2 separate regions of the Hordeum vulgare genome follow, and region 1 is linked to region 2. Evidence: chromatin contacts called from public Hi-C data. All regions are on one chromosome and are shown on one strand. The core of a region is the stretch at or near the end of the contact, and the rest is flanking DNA. Distances in the headings are between cores, read along the strand shown. Region 1 holds the start of LOC123403136. Region 2 holds the start of LOC123401915 (endoglucanase 6).

What was found. A called contact is a pair of places that touch in the nucleus more often than the background predicts.
Region 1: a contact with region 2 is called in a Hi-C map of leaf, with 4 times the contacts expected there. The contact joins the promoter of LOC123403136 here to the promoter of LOC123401915 in region 2. A contact is called at or near these places in 3 of 6 Hi-C or Micro-C datasets (leaf and seedling) and 1 of 1 datasets of contacts at active chromatin or transcription factors (embryo).

The regions. Positions count from the first base shown.
Region 1 is chr6H:493,417,738-493,422,336 of MorexV3_pseudomolecules_assembly, reverse strand. It overlaps LOC123403136, which reads left to right and starts at 1,945. Exons shown (of 1, transcript XM_045097100.1): 1 at 1,945-2,699. The coding sequence starts at 2,182. The coding sequence ends at 2,424. LOC123403091 (actin-histidine N-methyltransferase) reads right to left here. Exons shown (of 5, transcript XM_045097060.1): 5 at 4,345-4,599. The coding sequence ends at 4,449.
Region 2 is chr6H:492,950,091-492,954,340 of MorexV3_pseudomolecules_assembly, reverse strand. LOC123401915 (endoglucanase 6) reads right to left here and starts at 2,439. Exons shown (of 6, transcript XM_045095779.1): 1 at 2,336-2,439; 2 at 2,050-2,290; 3 at 1,540-1,947; 4 at 1,203-1,457; 5 at 475-589; 6 at 1-379. The coding sequence starts at 2,244. It also overlaps the pseudogene LOC123405663.

The sequences.
Region 1 (4,599 bases), core at 696-3,195, 470 kb before region 2:
ACCGACTATGTCTAAACCCTAGATAGCTCTGACATCTATGTAAGCCATGGACTTTAGTCTGTAGAGATATATACGCAATGATTATAGCTTAGAACAAGTTCATAGGATCTCGAGGTAGATCAAGTTGTACTTTGTACCCCATCACAATCAATATATGAGAAGGAGGACAGAGGGTTTTACCTCATCAAGACGGTCCGAACCTGTAAAATATCGTGTCCCTACTTCTTCTGTTACTATCTAACACAGGTCATCAAGCTTGGGACCCCCTACTCTAGATCCGATGTTTTAGCACTGATCGGAAGGGCGAAGGCCATCAAGTAGGAGTAGTGGGGCCAGGCATCTCACAGAGTCCTTCCCGACGGCGCCGTGCGATTGCCGACTCGCTGGTCGAGGCACAGGCCAAGGCCAAGGCCCGGGGGAAAATAATGAACATGACACTGGATCTTGCCCGCTACACTCACACATGGCAGCGCGAGGGAGAGGGAGTAGGCCGGCGCTTGCACCATGGATGGCTGAAGGGAGCAACCGGTCTAGTTCGGGAGGTGGCGCGAGTGTCACAAGCTCGGAAGGCCAAGGCTTAATGGTTGTAGTCCTTATTTGCTGCTCTCCTCCAAATGTTTCGCTTTTCGCATAAAGCGGTTACAAAAAAAATGGAGCCCTCTTATCTAACGACCGTTCACTGGAAGGGCGTGGGATTTGCGACGTTTACTTACATTTTTAGTCGTGTCGGAGGTGACAATTTCTGAAGAACTGCAGGCCTTTTCTCGGAGGACGACAAAGACAAAAGGCTATCCTAAATCCTAAAACGAATCTCAACGCGAGATTCTGCGCATGAAATTTTGAAATAATTTCAGTCGACTGTAAAATGCTACTAGCCTCGGTTTCCTTTGCCCCTCGATTTCCTCACATCTCACTCCTCTAGAGCACGGGACGATCCTCGACGACAGCCTCGGTTTCCTTTGCCCCTCGATTTCTTATCAGCGGAATTGCGACTTGCTAGAGGCGTCTGATGGTAACTGCGACAACAAGTCGACAGATGAAATGTTTCAACACGGTGCCTTTTTGAATTGATGAAAAGATGTAAAAGAAAAAGGATCCTCCCCTCCGTGGTACGTACGTACTCCTTGTTCCGCCGTCCGGCCACAGGAACGCGTCACTCGCGGGCGATCCGTCCGCGGGGGCTTTGCGGCCGCCCTTGGCCTCCATCGACAGCCACTGCTAGCTTCCCGTTCCTATCCAAACCGGCTCCACGCGCTCATGGCTTTGCGGCCGCCGTTCCGCCCGATCGATCATACAGTACAACAGCCACCACAGAATAAAACCCGACGCGTCCTTTCGCTAGCTGCAATCAATAGGCGTGTCACGCACTCACGTGTTCGTCCCACTTCCAAGAGAGGAAATGCCCGTCTCCAAAAGAAAAGGAAAATATTCCGTTGCAAACATGGCGTATCCGTTTGTTCCTCTGCTCCCACAGACCCACACGCACAACGAACTAGATCCAGAAACAAAAACGGCACGGACACACTCTCAGTCGGATTTGCGCGGCATATTTTCAGAAGGCCGGTTGGAGTTGGATTTGCGCGGCATATTTTCAGAAGACCGGTTGGAGTTGGATTTGGATTTGGATAGACGAGCTTTATCCGTCCAAATCGAACCGAAGCAACGCGCGGGCAGCAGGGCACGTGGAGAGCCGTTCTGCGGATAGGCAGGCAGGCACCGTCGCCCGCCCGCCACAACGGCATGTCTCGCAACGTGACAGCGTCAACGTGTACACATGGACGGATATGTCTTCCCTTCTCCCTCGGCCTTACCCACCCGAGGGCGGAGGAGATGAAAAACCATCGGCCAAGAAAGCGACGGCGGAAAGTGAGGATCGGGTAAACCGGGGAGGGACACGCGGTACGCTGCGTGCGCTCGTCGCCCCAGCAAAAACGGCACGGATGCGTGACCCCGTCCCGTTTCACACCGCCATACGTGTGGCCCCTATTTATGCGCCCCGTCTCATGCAACGCATGGTGCTGGGCTGGGCTGGGTTGAACCGGCAGTGCTACATTTCACATCTCCCATCTCCCATCTCATCTCATCTCATCTCATCGGCGGGTCGTCGTCGTCGTCATCTTCATCATCCATCCAGAGGCACGAGAGAAACCAGAAGAAGAAGAAGCCACGTGAGGTCTGGCGATGGAGAATTCTTGGGAGGAGGAAGGGCAGCGGCTGGCGGCGGCGCGGGTGGTGCACAGCCAGGTGAGGAAGATCAAGGAGGAGGAGGGCGACAAGGTGAAGGTGGACGAGACGTACCAGCAGCAGCAGCAGCTGGCCGGGATGCGCCTCGTCCTCCGCGACCTCGGCCGGCAGCGCTCGCGCTCGCCGCTCGGCCGGGTCGGACGCCCCGCCATCTCCATCTCCATCGGCGGCGACTCCTAGAGGACGGGGCGGGACGGCGATCGGCCGTCCCCTCGTGCTCTCTCTTCTCGTCGTGTATTTAGGACCTTTTCTTTTCTTCCTTCCTTTTTTTCTTCTTCTTCCTTTGGTGATCCTGTCCGTCCGTGGACGGGGGCAGAAGATAGATCCTCTTCTGCTGGGGTGTCGTTCGTTCCCATCTCTCCATGATGGTCCTGTAAATACTTCACCATACTCCCATGTGTGAGCTTTGTCGGTCTCTTCCCCTTTTCAGCTTATAGGAAACAGGAATTTTTGGATGGATGGTTCTTTCTTACTTTATTATTATGCTTGCGATTGTGAAAAGAGATTATGCATAGAGATTTAGATTAGATTAGAATTCTGTGATGTTGGTCTGAATATGTCAACTCTTTATTTTGCCTCAAGATGTCAACTCTTATCTTATCTGAACTATGGCTCAACAATGCTCTTCAGTTACGAGATTGCCGATTACAGGTTAATGACAAGTATAGCTTACATTTCACTGAAGTTCATTACGCAGAGACTGGTTGCAGTAACTCTTCAGGATAATTTAATATATATCCCTTGATCTAATACAAACAGACAGGTGTAACATGTCACATGTGTAAAACGCCTCTCATGTTCAATTCTAAAACACTTGCTAATGTTCAAGCTCGGTTTAATGACTCCCCCTGCTGGAAAGCTATCATGAAAGTTAAAGATGTGTATATGGCTGGTAGCATGAGGCCTGGTTCGATGACAGGCCTTTAAAAGATAGTTGTTCTATGTTATTTGACATTTGTGATGATCAAGAATGCATTTGTGATGATCAAGAATGCAGCCTTACAACCTTTGTTGGTAACAACTATTCATCCCATTTAGACATACCCTCTTTGGGAGACTCGCTCGACGATGGAAAGAGATTGTTAATGGGGCTCGAAACCTGATGTTATCTGATTCTGTGGATAGGGTGGTGTGGAAACTTAATTGTAACAAGTTATTTTCTATTAAATCGGTTTACAATTGGTTGAAGAAAGACCTTGCTGGATCTGACTATAAATGGGTTTTGAAAGCTAATATTCTTCTGAAGATTAAATTTTTTATGTGGCAGCTATTTCAAAATGCTGTTCTTTTCAGGGATAATATGCGGAAAAGAAACTGTCCCGAAAATCCTTTATGTTCCTTCTGTCAGAATGTTGAAACGGCGGAGCACCTCTTTTTCGGCTGTACTTTTGCTCGTTTGGTTTGGGGGGACGTTTGGGGTAGTTGTTGGCGCAACATGTTGTTCAAGGTCCCTGTGGCAATGCTGAGCCCGATTATACATATTCCTGTTGAAAGTGGAAAAATTTATATGATGATTTTGGCTACTATTTGCTAGAGTATATGATGCACTCGTAACAAAGTTATCTTTGAGAAGCATGTGGTTAGAAGTTTATTAGAAGCTGTTTTCACTGCTTGTTCTTTCTTGATGTACTGGTCAGGTCTTCTGAAAGGAGGTGACAAGTCGAAGCTTCAGAGAGGAGTCCAGATGATGGTGTGAATGGCAGCATCTTTGGCTGATCGTTCTCCGAGCAGAGCTGCGCTGGGCTATGGTGATAAAGTATGAAATCTGGCTCCGAGCCATCCTCACTGGGGTTTGATGCCCGCTGACTGTACTATGATCTCTCCTAGTCCTAGGGAGTGGATTGATCTCTTCGTAGTGGTTCCTTTATGCTGCATGATGAGTACTGTTGGTGGGAGCTTTCGTCCCACGATGAATGTTTCTTCTGGAAACATTCGCAGTGGGTTTCCTGCCGATGCTCCAACTCGCTCCCCCCTTTTCTGTCTCCTAGATTTTTACTTGCTTTTGGTTCGCAAAAACTCGTACGATGTATTTCCGTTAAGCGATTAATGGAAATGGGTGTGAGCCCGGTTGGAAAAAAAGTTCAATTCTAGCACAGACAATAGGGGAAATGGTAAAAGATCAAAATTGGGGATTTATTTGTTACATATCCAGGAAAGATAGTAGTTGATTGTCCAAAAGAGAGTTATCACAAATTGTTAACATCCTAGGCAGTAGATTTCTCCGGAGACAGCGTCTTGATTCTCCGACTAAGATTCTGCATTATGTCGACGAGCATCAGCTTCTTCTGCAATCTAAACTGGACGGCCAGTTCAGTAGTAAGAGGGGGTTCTCCCTTTAGGATGGCCTGGTCATCC
Region 2 (4,250 bases), core at 1,190-3,689:
GGCCCGCCGACGACGGCGCCCACCAGCAGGTTCGGGTTGGGCGCCGCGGTCGCATAGTACGCCGCCCCGGCCTTGCACCCGATCCTCGCCGGGTGCGCCGCCACCGACGGGATGGAGCTGCCGCGGTGGTGGATCCGGCGCGGGAACCGCGGGCCGTAGCCGACCATGTAGGACATGCGCAGCGGGTTGTCCCCGAGGATGTAGTCCACCTGCCGCTTGGCCACCTGCCGGAGCTTCGTCGGCGGCGCCGTCCGCCCGCCGCCGCCGCAGGAGACGTGCGCGCCCGCGTGGCTCAGGTAGTTGGAGTAGGCCAGGATGAGGAAGGAGAGCGACGTCACGTGCTGCATGTTGCTGCCCCCGACCTTGAACAGCAGCCCGCCTGCATTCCGTTTCTTGATTGATCAGTGATCACTCCTCCCAGTTGTTCACAAGATGAACCTCATGTTTTCTTGCTGTGTTTGTGGCGAAACAAACCTGGGGAGTACTGGATCTGGGGGTGGTCGGAGATGCCGGGGAGGAGGGTGCACATGAAGTTGTTGGCGTTGACGCGGAAGGACTGGAAGTACTCGTCCTTCCCCATTAGGACCTCCTGGTCGATCAATCAAGAACACAACAACATATTAGTACTGACAGCAAGTGCAGTACTATGATCCAGTTTTATTAGCTGGTTGTAACTTGATTCGAATGGCAGGAAGGACATGACTGGCATGACGAGTCGAGAGTGGAGACCCGTGAGAGCCTCTGAAAAGTGCCGCTACCGCTTGCCGCGCCGGCAGCATGCGGAGCACAGGGGCCTAGGTAGGAGAGGCCAAGATAGAAGAGACAAGTATCCTCCTCGTGAAGTCTCCTATTTGCTGGTACGCCACCACCGTGCACTATACACACTCCATTTGTTTACTACTGACTGGTCATTGATTAATCTAATCTGAACCGGGGTATATCATCCAGATTCAGGAATCAGTAGCATCTACCAGTCAGGGTAATTTCAGAATGGCTGATCCGTTGGCAAGACGTATGTGCCCATCATAAGAAACTAACTGAATCCACATTTGTAAAGCTTAAAAGGCGTAAAGCAGCAGGCAAGACAGTCAATCATTAGATTCGAGTGGCTTGCTAGCTTATGTGTACTCTTTTATCATTATCAGCATCTGTAGTTCTGTACTGCATACAAAGGCCAAAGCTGCATGCGGAAGGGATATCACCTTGGAGATGAGGACGTTGATGCCGGCGTGCTTGTTGTCCCAGCCGAACTCGTTGATGGAGTCGCTGGCGCCGAGCACCACCTCGTTCTTCTTGATGTACTGCCGGTACTCCCTCCTCCGCGACGCCTTGTGCAGCCACGCCGCCGCCCACAGCAGCTCGTCCTGGTACCCGTCGAAGTCGCAGTAGCAGGGGCACACCGCCGCGTGCAGGCTGCTGCTGTAGGCGCCCCGGTACCTGTCCGCGAACTTGAACACCTGCTCATTTTTTTCATGTCAGAGCTGAGCTGACACGCACGGCACATTTGAGTCGTCAGAGTGGAGACAGTTTGCGACTTACGGCCATGGCGCGGTCGAGGAGGCGCTGGGAGTAGACGGGGTCGGCGTCGCGGAAGACGATGGAGCCGGCGGCGAGGGCGGCGGCGGTCTCGGCGGCGACGTCGGAGCCCGGGTGGGAGGGGTCGACCTTGTAGACGGTGCGCGGGGTGTCCATGTCCTCGGGCCGCTCCCAGCAGGAGTGGTCCTTGAAGGCGTCGCCCACCTGCACGTACACCGTGTTGGGCTTGGCCGTGGCCTTCATGAAGTAGTCCGTCGCCCACCGCACCGCCTTCCTCGCCTCCTCCTTGTGCGGCCCGAAGCTGCGGCCGAAGTCGATCAGCCCCCACGACATGAGCGTCGCCGTGAACGCCATCGGGAACCCGAACTTCACGTTGTCGCCGGCGTCGTAGTACCCTCCCGTCAGGTCCACCTGCAGCGCATTGCCATGGAAATGGAACCATCACCACTTTTGCACAAAAGAAAATACAGTATAAACGAAGCAGAACATTGTAAGATGAGATGCGAGTCGTACGCCGGCGGCGGCGCCGTCGTGTAGGCCGGAGTCGCGGCGCCAGCGAAGGCGCTGGTCGGGCGGAAGCCTGCCGGATCGCTGACCCTCGAAGAAGAGAATGCTCTTGTGGAGGGCGTCGCCGTAGTCGTGATGCCCGGCCGACGCCACCGCCGGCAAGAGCAGCAGCGCCAGCACAAGCGCAGACGACAGCCCCATTGCCGCCCTGACCGCCAACGGCAAGACCGGTGCTGCGGCTGACCGGAAGAAATTAAGCTAATGCAATGGCAATGCAGCACCGTTGGATCGGTGCTCTCGGCGGCTGAGTGACAGAGCGAGGAGCGAGTGTGTGTGCGTCTACTGGAGTCAGCAGGGCCGTGGTTTAATAGTGGCCGGCGGAGGAGAGGTGAGTGAGGTGGTGTCGGAGCCGAACGGGCGGGAGGTTAAATACGGCATGTGACGGGCGCAGGCCGGAGTGACGGGAGGGGAAGGAGGCCTAGGATGCCCGGCAGAGGCCAATGCGGCGGCTGCACGTGGACGTGGCGAACGTTGCGGCGCCGGTGGCTTGGTTGGCCTGGAGCTGAAGGCTTGAATGTGCTGCTGCATTACTCCACAGAACTACTGCTAGTACTCGCTCTGCAGTTGCAGCCGTCTGTGCCGTTGGTTTGGTTCGTTTTGGCCGTTGCTCCATCAGAGAAAATGTGGCATGGCATTCAAGCATGCTCGTATAGTACTCCAGAGGAAAATGTCGAGGAGTGCGTATAATGTGGTTTCGTTTCTTCGTTTAGCCAGACCGAATGGATAAGAGGGTTTTGGAATGTGTCTTTCTGCGGGGATTTTGACAGGGTTTTGTTGTGATCAAAGTCCAGGAAAATGTTGCACTTTTCCTTCTTTTGAGGGAAAGAAAATTGCACTTCTCCGGTGGCGAAGATGGATCAGTGATCGGCGCAGCATGCATGGCACTCACTCATCATATCATAGTAGGAGTAGAGGACGGCGGTGATGTAGATGGTGGGAGAAAGAAAGAAAGAAAGAAACGGTCATCCGGGGGAGCAGTTACTAGGGTCGGCCCCGGTGCTCAGCGTGCACTGCCTGTGCCGGTCAGTGATTCATCAGTGCTCTTCTTTCTCGGGCTCAGCCGTCACTTGTGCTCTCTACCAACCCTGGATAAGGCCCTGTTTGGTTACAGGACTAGAATTAAAAAAAAGTCCCTATATAATCAAACGGAAGGAACTTTTTCTTAAGTGACTATAATAAAAACTTTATTAAGTGATTTTTTTTTCTTTAATCCTTAGGACTAAAAAATGTTTAATCCCTTAAAACCAAACACCCCTTAATACTACTGAGCCTCGCCGAATGATCCATGGTCCTTACAGAGCATAGTACAACGGACTCCGGAGGGTCGACCCGTGCGTTGCAATCTACCACTACTACTACGTTGCCATGAGCCCATGACGACAAGCACGACGATCTTGTCATTAGCGTGCTCATCAGTCCTCACTGGTGTGCATCCGTAGCAGCTTCGCCGAATCTGACCGTTGGGCCTGGTGGAAAAAAGGGACCATGCATAGCCCGTAGGCACGATGGGGCCGCCCGTAGGCAAGGGGACGAGGCCGACGGGAGGAGAGCCGTTAAAGCCTGCGTCCTTGCTGGCTGATGCCAAAGAAGAAGAACCTGTAGAAGAGAAGCGTGGCAATAGACAGAGCTACAGGTCGATGCTACTACTACGTACGTACCCTGCCGTGAGCGAGGGGGAATTAAGAACATCTTCAATACATGATGTATATTCTGATGCTTCAAATTAATAGTGTAAAAAATTGAAGCAGCAAAAAATGCTTTTTACATTTTTGAAAAATGCTTAATTCGAACAGATGGTCCAAACGGAGATGTAAAACAGTAACTTTAACATATGGCTCAAAACGAAGATGTAAAACCGACCGACCGCCATGCGGCTGGTGTTCAGCCACTGTACAGCCGCACATCTTTTTTTTCTTCGTGGTTGCTGTTCTTCGACGACATCTGATGACGGCGCCAATCGGAAAGAGTTAGGGCGGCGACGTGTGGAGAGAGGTCGTGGCGGCGGAAAGTGGAGAGAGGTCGGGGTGGCGGTCCAGCGGGGAGCGGGCAGCGGCGTGTGGCGTGGGGCGAAGGCGGACGGAGCTAGGAGGGCGTGCAGTGCGGGCGGCGGCGTGCGGTGCGGGTGGGGGCAGGCGAAGCGGAGGCGG